2 separate regions of the Macaca mulatta genome follow, and region 1 is linked to region 2. A link is a contact called in public Hi-C data. All regions are on one chromosome and are shown on one strand. Each heading gives the region's core, a stretch centred on a gene start, on an enhancer-like site or on the middle of the called end of the contact. The rest is flanking DNA. Distances are from core to core; before and after follow the strand shown.

Region 1 (3,912 bases), core at 1,204-3,703, 800 kb before region 2:
CAATTTATATAAAAATTAAATTCTCTTAATCTAAATGTAATCACCAATGGCTTCCTTTCTCTTCCATAACACTATCACTGACCTAAGTTATGCACAAGAAATAACTAGGAAAACTAGAAGCAACAGAGCAAGAACTACGCAGATTTAAAAAAGAAATAGAAGCAAGAAGTCTTCAAAAGACCAAAATGTATATTAAAATATATATGGTCCAAGATAAACCTATATGCCAAACTGATAAACGAAATAGGATCCGAGGAGATTAAGGTAGGACTCAATCTAATCCATGAAGCCTTTCTTCCATTTCAAAAATAATATTCTGAGGATCTTTCCTGGGATTGTTCTCTTAGCAAATAAGTCCTAATGACTATCCACATACAGCAGAAAGTCTTCTTTGGTTCATTTTTCTACACATACCTTTCAGAATAATACTCTAAAAATAACTATGATAAAAAGTAACAAAAATAGAATTAAAGCAGGGTTAAACATTTCTAAATATGCAATTTTCTTTATTCACACACAACACAGTATGCATGTTACTTAACATACACCAAACTCATCTTTCATAAATGAAATTAACATTTCAACAAAATTCTATTACTCTATTTGTCAAGGTTTACAGGTTATGTACCTTAATATTCAAGTGTAAATTTTACTACTAATACATAAACATACTCCTGACGTACTATATCTGAAGCAAGAATTGACGTCTGAATCACCCAAAATTTTAGGAGACAATTGATGCTAACGTGATAAACAGAAAAGTTTGACATCTTAAGAAATTACTGGGTTAGCAAATGAAGAAATGAATTATTTCTGCTAAACAGCTCTTTAAAAAGAATGTCATAATTAATTTAATTTCAATTCACAGTATTTTAAACAATGAGTACAACATAATTAAGATGTATCACAGAACGACCAGACTTGTCCAATTCCACTGTACATTACTACTGAAATTATTCAAATGTTAGGTATAAAATTTAAATGAAGAAAACTTATGTAATAACTCTCTAAAGAAGTAAATTTATTTTTTTAGCCTAAAAGGCCTGGCAGAGCTTAACAGTGCCTTGCAGTTTAATTCATCACAAATTTTAAAAACACAAAAAGCCCGCATTTGAAGCAAAATATTTATCACGTGATATACGTTTACCGTTAATTCAGAACACTAAATCCAACAACGCAATGACCAACTTTTTTTCTGCGTATCGATTTACCCTCAAATTTGCGCATAGTAAAAACAGGCAACAAACTAGTACTTACATTTTTGTTGAATTTGGTGAAAGAATGGTGCATATAAAACCTGTGCATATAAACAATCGCAGTGTTTATTGTAAGCTGAGAGCTGGAACACAGTATTTAGGAAATATCTGACAAAAGCAAGATCTCATTCCCAAAACAATTTTGATGGAAAATTCCCAGGTTCTTTTCCAATACCTCCCATTCAAATCCAAACGCCAAACTAGAAATAAAGAAATAAACGCCCGCGGGGGGTGGGGCGGCAGGAAGAGAATAGACTCTACGCCAAATAAATGGGAGGAAGAACTGCTGATCTTTTCACTCTCCCAGCGCTGAGGGCCCTGGAACTATTTATCAATGGCTACGACTGACTAAACTCAAAATGAAACAGTTGAAACGCGCGCGCACACACCCATACAAAACCACGCCAAGAACATAAAAGACCTCCAGTGCGCTCCCAAGGTAGAAGAGAGCCGCCATCAAGTCGGCGAGGAGAGCGGGGAAAGGCTGCGGAAAACACTTAGGCCTTTCAGCATCGCTAACCCTTCTACCTCTCAAACCCTTAGGGGACAGGGACAAGTCCAAGGAGCCGCCCCTTTTCTGCAATAATCCCTAAAATTTCTCTTTCGCCTGAGCCACACTCCCATCCCCCGCCGCCACCACCACGCGCTGCCCGAAACAGATTACACAACGCAGACTCCTGGCCCGCATTCCTGGGGTCCTATCTCCTCCTCCCCTCCTCTGCTAGCCCCTCGCGACTGCCCGAGCTGGAGCCTTACTTCCCTGACCGCGGGGCCGAGGTCCAGCGAAGGCCGAGGCCGGCGGCGCCATGTTCGCGGAGCACCAGGCCCGGCGACCGGGCAAGGGAAACAGGGCGTGAGCGGCGCAGGATAGGAAAGGATACACATTGAGACGCTGTCCCATCTCCTGGATGAGGTTGGCCGCCTGCTGGCGGCACGAGAGCTCTTTATCCGCCTCCACTCCGCAGCGGCGGCTCGGCGTGTTCTCCAGCTGTTCCCGAGTAAAGAACCAGCGAGAAGAAGCTCCACGGCCCGACGCCATGACACTTCCTCCTCCGCCCGCTCCCTCATTCACCCCCCGCCCCTCCCGGCTCGCGGACTCCCAGCCAAGGCGCGCGACCCCGCCCCACTCCGCTCGCCGTAGACCACGCACCGCCCTTTTTCACCACCGCCCCCGCCCGTGCGCATGCGCGGGGTCTGCTCTACCGGCTCGCCCTGGTCTTTTGCTTTCTTTTTCTGTCCTCGGCCTCGCTCTCGCGCGCGGGACCACAATGCTCCGCGCCTCTTGTCATTGGGAGGCGCCGAAGGTGGGGGTCGGCTCGGAAGGAAAAGGTCGGCGCAGCGCATGCCGGGTCTAGGGTTGGCTGGGCGGAGGGGCGGGGCGGGGCGGGGCGGGGAGAGGAGAGTGGGAGAGGCTGGACCCTGGCCGGTGTGGAGAGAGGCGGTCGGGCGGCTGCGCTGTGGGGTCTGGGCGTGGACTTCGAAGGCCCGTCGGGCGCTTCCTTTGACGGGAGGTCTAGCGGCCCGTTAAAAAGAGAAAAATACCCTTCACTGTCGCAGCCTCACGCCACTTCCTCCATTTTCCTTTCGGGTGGGTCCGCGCAGTCTCGTAGGCGTGCGACTCCGGCCTCCGCTACCAACAGCCTCCGCCTAGCGCGCGGCTCTGGCGTGGAGCTGGCCGGGAAAGAGTGCAGAGGAAGTCACGCTCCATGGCTGTCCGCGCCTGAGTGCTTTTTTCACCTTACGTTATGTTGTTTAAATCCCAGACCACTCCGTCCGTGGGTTTATTTTTATTTTTTCAAATTACTTGCCAAACGCTATCCAACTAGCAACGAGAAACTGAATTTCTAAATGAGGTGTTGAATCTAGACGAGGCGTGTTTTCAGACCGTGCTGTGGCTTCTGCGAGACAAGGTTGGGGAGAAGCAGATACATGCAAGAGGAACTGGGTTAAAATTTTATCTTTAGGATTTGATGCGGGAACATCCCACATACCTGTTGATTAACTCCTGCATTTCTTCCTGTAAGAAAGCTCCACAGAGCTTCACTCGGAGTTTGTGTTGTGAATAGGGTTTCCAAGTTTAAAGTCCTAAGTATTTGGAGGCCGGGCACGGTGGCTCACGCCTGTAACCTCAGCGCTTGGGGAGGTCCAGTGGGTCGATCACTTGAGGTCAGGAGTTCGAGCGCAAGGGCAACATGGTTAGACTCTGTCTCTACCAAAAGTACAAAAATTAGCCGGGCTTGGCGGCGCGCCTGTAGTCCCAGCTACTCCCGAGGCTGAAGTGAGAGGATGGCTTGAGCCCAGGAGGTGGAGGTTGCGGTGAGCTAGATCTCGCTGCTGCACCCTATCCCTCCTGGGCGATAGAGCAAGACCCTGTCTCAAAAATAAAAAATAAAATATTTATTTGCCAAAGACCATGAAGGCAAGTGATTTTTGGGGGGCTCCCACGCTCAGTATATGCATTGCACAAGAATATTGATTATAGTAGGCAGTTGTTGTGAACAGTTGCCATTTCATGTTGCTTGCAATTTCCAGGATAGATTGATTTAAAGCAACATTTAAAAAGTGCACATCCTTGGCCAGGTGCAGTGTTTCATGGCTGTAATCCCAGCACTTTGGGAGGCCAAAGTGTTCTAGACCAGCCAGGACAACATAATGA
Region 2 (3,918 bases), core at 1,400-3,899:
TCCATCACCTTGCTTTTCAGGGCCTCTCCAAGTAAGGCTGACGACATGGGCATTTAAATGAGCATTTAAAAGCAGGGTGATGGAGGAGGGCAAGAGGAAAAAACTAAACTGGAAAAAACTAAAAAGCTCTCTAGAAAAGAGAGCTTTGCTCTAAGCCGGGCACGGTGGGTCACGCCTATAATTCCAGCACTTTGGAAAGCCGAGGCAGGTGGATCACCGGAGGTCAGGAGTTCGCGACCAGCCTGACCAATAGGGTGAAACCCCGTCTCTACTAAAAATGAAAAATTAGCCAGGCATGGTGACAGGCGCCTGAAATCCCAGCTACTTGGGGGGCTGAGGCAAGAGAATCGCTTGAACCCGGGAAGCTGAGGATGCAGTGAGCTGAGAACGCGCCATTGCACTCCAGCCTGGGCAACAAGAGCAAAACCCCATCTTAAAAAAAAAAAAAAAAAAAAAAAAAAAGACAGGAGAGCTTTGCTCTAATCTTAACTGCCAAATAAATCTGAGGATGCCCATCTCAGCCCTGAACAATAGCAACAAAAATAATTTATAGGAAAGAAGTGGGGACGGGGGGAGGGGGGTGAAAATTCATTCACGAAAGATCTCAGGTGCTTTGCCCTTCATGAAAAAATGTTCAGTGATTTTCTCGGATCCGACAAGGGAGTTCTGATGCAGCCGCAAGGCTTAGGATGTTCATTCACGACACAGAGATTAACACTGGGGAGTCTCTTGGAGTAAAAACCAAGTTGATCAGGTCCTGACAATAAACTGGGGGGTGGGCGGTCAGTTCAACGACCTAGCTTCCCACTCGCATCTCTTTAGAATGAGGTGCTACCTCTAACACTTGGGTCTGGGTGTGTTTACAAGTGCGATGTTGCCATCCACCCGAACCCCACAGAAACCCGAGTTTGCCCCTTCCCAACTTCACAGACCTAGAAGTACCCAACCTCCCCTAACTGGGCCGCCAGAGCCAGGTGCAGATAGCGGCGGCCACCCGGGGCCAGGCCTGGCAGTGGGTCCCAGGAGGGCCGGGCCCTAGACCGAATCCATCCACATCACCCGGTTCCCGCAGCCCTGAGGAGCCAAGCACCCATCAGCGCTCCAAACGCCTCTGGACAATGCAAGCGCCACCCCCTTCCCTCTTCGGCTCTTCCGCGCGGCGGCTACAAAACCACGGCTTTGTGTGTGACAGCAAGTGTGTGCGCGAGCGTCCCTGGGCTCACACACCCCCTTGCACCCCGCCTGCTCGCCGCGCCAGGTCCGGGCACCAAGAGGGCGCACAGCGCGCAGGTCCACCAGGCTGAGAGTCGCGCTCCAGGCCTCTGGCCACCCCGCCACTGAGAGCAGGGGCTAACACCCACGCCCCCAATCCCGGCTGCGGGGACAGCGGGGGAGAGCAGAGCGCGGAGCTCAACTGAGGCGAGGCAGGGGCCAGGGGCGCAGAGGAGCCACAGGCGAGAGCGGCGCCCACGACTCTCTAGCCCCGCCGCCCCCAACTTTGCGAGCCAAGGGCCAGGAGTGGGCCAGGAGCGGGCCGGGGCGGCTCACGACTCGGCAGGAAGTTCCCAGGACCGCACTGAGCATGCTCTCGGGGAGTGTGTGCGCGGGTGTGGGCTCTGCGCTCCCTGCAGCCTCCCAGACCCGGCAGCAGCGCTGAGCGCGCCGGCGGGATCGTGGACCCGTGGGCCGTCCCCTAACAGCTGGGGCGCCCCCGGGCCTCCTGGACCCTCAGGCCCGGAGCACCGGCCCGCCGCATGCCTCCTCCCTAGGGGCTCAGGGCCAGCCTCCCTCCTTCTTCCTTCCTCCCTACTGGCCTCTGGCCGAGCCCGCCCAGTGCGCCTGGGTCCCGAGGACCCCGGCCCGGCCCACGCCTGCGGCGTGACCCCCACCGAGCTCCTCCGCGGTCCGAGCGCCCATCTACCATCCCTGGCCGCTCGCCTCCAGCCCGCGCAACCAGAGCTTCCTTTGGACTGTCCCTAGGAAAGCCGACAAGCCCCCTCGTCACGGGGCCTGGTGGGTTCAGCCTCCCCCGGGAGGCGCTGCCGGGGGCAGGTGGGCTCCTCAAGGCTTGTCCCCCGTCTGCACTCCGGGGTCCTGCAGAGAGGCCGGGGCCGGGGCACCCACGCAGGCGGCAGAGGAACGACGGAAGGAAGCCCCCGACCGCGCCGACCCCGGTGCGGGCTCTCCTCGCCCGCGCCCGGTTCCCCGTGCCCCCAGCGGTCCCCTCTGCGCGCATCACCCCGCGGGGATGACGAGCTCCGACGCGATCATCCCGATCCGGCAGCTCTTACCTCCTTGTTGGGCAGCAGCAGCAGCCAGGAGCACCCGCCGGCCGCCGTGCCCACGGGGCCCAAGGCGCTGGGTCGCGACGCCCCGAGCCTGCGGCGCGGCTACCTGGGCTGGATCGCGCCCGGGGCCGCCGCCGCCGCGGGAGCCGCAGGGCCGCCGCGGAGCGGGCCGCGGCAGGGACGGTCTGCAAACTACCAGCCTTGGCGGGGCCGCGCGCAGCGCGTCCACACTCAGCCCCGACGCAGCAGGGACGCTCCTCTGGGAGCTCAGTAGACCGGGGCGGGAGTCTGTCCTCAATTCCTGGCAACCCTCCCCTAGTCGACCTCACCAACTTCTCCCCGCTTCTGGGCTCGTGGCTCTAGGAGGCAGAAATTCCGGCCGGGGACGTTTGGCAAACTCCCCGCCCCCGGCCTCGGGCTCAGCCAATTCGGAACGCCCCAGCTTCTCAGGGGCCGTCGGCAAACTCTCAACCCTGTCTAGGAGGACTTCTCCCAGCCACTCTGTTCCGCAGCCCAAGGGGAGAAAGGAGCGAGCGCGGGACCTCCGATCGAGGTCATAAATAATATTCTAACAAGGTCAGGGGCGGTGTGCAGATATTGATATGACAATGCATCCTCCGGAGTGGCGCAGTCCAAGCCCCAAAGGACAAGGGGCCTTACAGCAGCGAAGCCCAGTGATGGGGAGACTGTGGTCTCAACCATCTTACGGGTGCAGGCAACTTTAACAAAACGCCCTGAGGCTGTTTACTCTTTCTTAGAACGCATTACACAAAGCAGTATGTATACAGCCATTTGGTTTTCGTGACCTAGGGCAAGCCACTTAACCATTTGAATTCATCTTTATCTATGAGCATAATAAATGCTGCTTCATGAGGTTACTGTGAAGATGATATGAAATATATGTGAAATACTTAGGGATATCTGGCACTTAATACATGAAATCCATTCTTCCTTCTCTGCCCTGCTCCCACTCGTGGATTTTAGGAACACTCCAGATGAGCTAGCTGAAAACTGCACTGTTGTAAATTCACAAATAAAACACATCCTGTGCCCTGAAGGCACCACAAAGAACATTGACTGACATGACAGATTAAATCCAACCAAGCCCCAGGAGAGAGAATGCCATACATTTACATCGATAAGCATTATAGTTTATTGTTAAGTAGTATCTGGAATGGAGGAAGAGTGGGCTATTAAGTTCGTGGTAGAATCCACAAGATCATAACCCCAGCAAGTTCCAGACCCCATAACCAGTCACTACATCCAGACCTCATAAGGATTCATATTCAGTTTCCTCTGATCTGCCCTGCAGGACTTCACCCCTACTTCGTTGTCCTCTCTGGGGTCTTATTTCTTGGACTTAGATTACCCCCACCCTACTACCCACCCTCCCCACCAGAGGCATTTACAAACTGAGAATCATGGAATTTTTAGACCCTAGAAATGATTCAGTCCCTCTCCTTCATTTTGTAAGTGAGCTCATAGCTGGTTGAGGTCTCCTGACCCCAGGACCTTAAAAGGGCACATCCATAGCCTCTCCTGCACTGAGCAAGTTCTGGGCTTTGGGCACCTTATGTCAATCCTGTCTTCAAGCTTAGCTGGAGGAAATGGCTCTAACACTTCCTGACCA

Evidence for each region. A called contact is a pair of places that touch in the nucleus more often than the background predicts.
Region 1: a Hi-C map of fetal cortex germinal zone shows a contact between it and region 2, with 7 times the contacts expected there. The contact joins the promoter of LOC144333374 here to the promoter of MGAT5 in region 2. A contact is called at or near these places in 2 of 14 Hi-C or Micro-C datasets (fetal cortex germinal zone and fetal cortical plate).

What each region holds. Positions count from the first base shown.
Region 1 is chr12:26,526,778-26,530,689 of T2T-MMU8v2.0, reverse strand. It overlaps LOC144333374, which reads left to right and starts at 2,453. Exons shown (of 6, transcript XR_013401981.1): 1 at 2,453-2,585. CCNT2 (cyclin T2) reads right to left here and starts at 2,326. Exons shown (of 10, transcript XM_028830656.2): 1 at 2,138-2,326; 2 at 1,258-1,339.
Region 2 is chr12:25,726,733-25,730,650 of T2T-MMU8v2.0, reverse strand. It overlaps MGAT5 (alpha-1,6-mannosylglycoprotein 6-beta-N-acetylglucosaminyltransferase), which reads right to left and starts at 2,649. Exons shown (of 18, transcript XR_013401979.1): 1 at 2,292-2,649.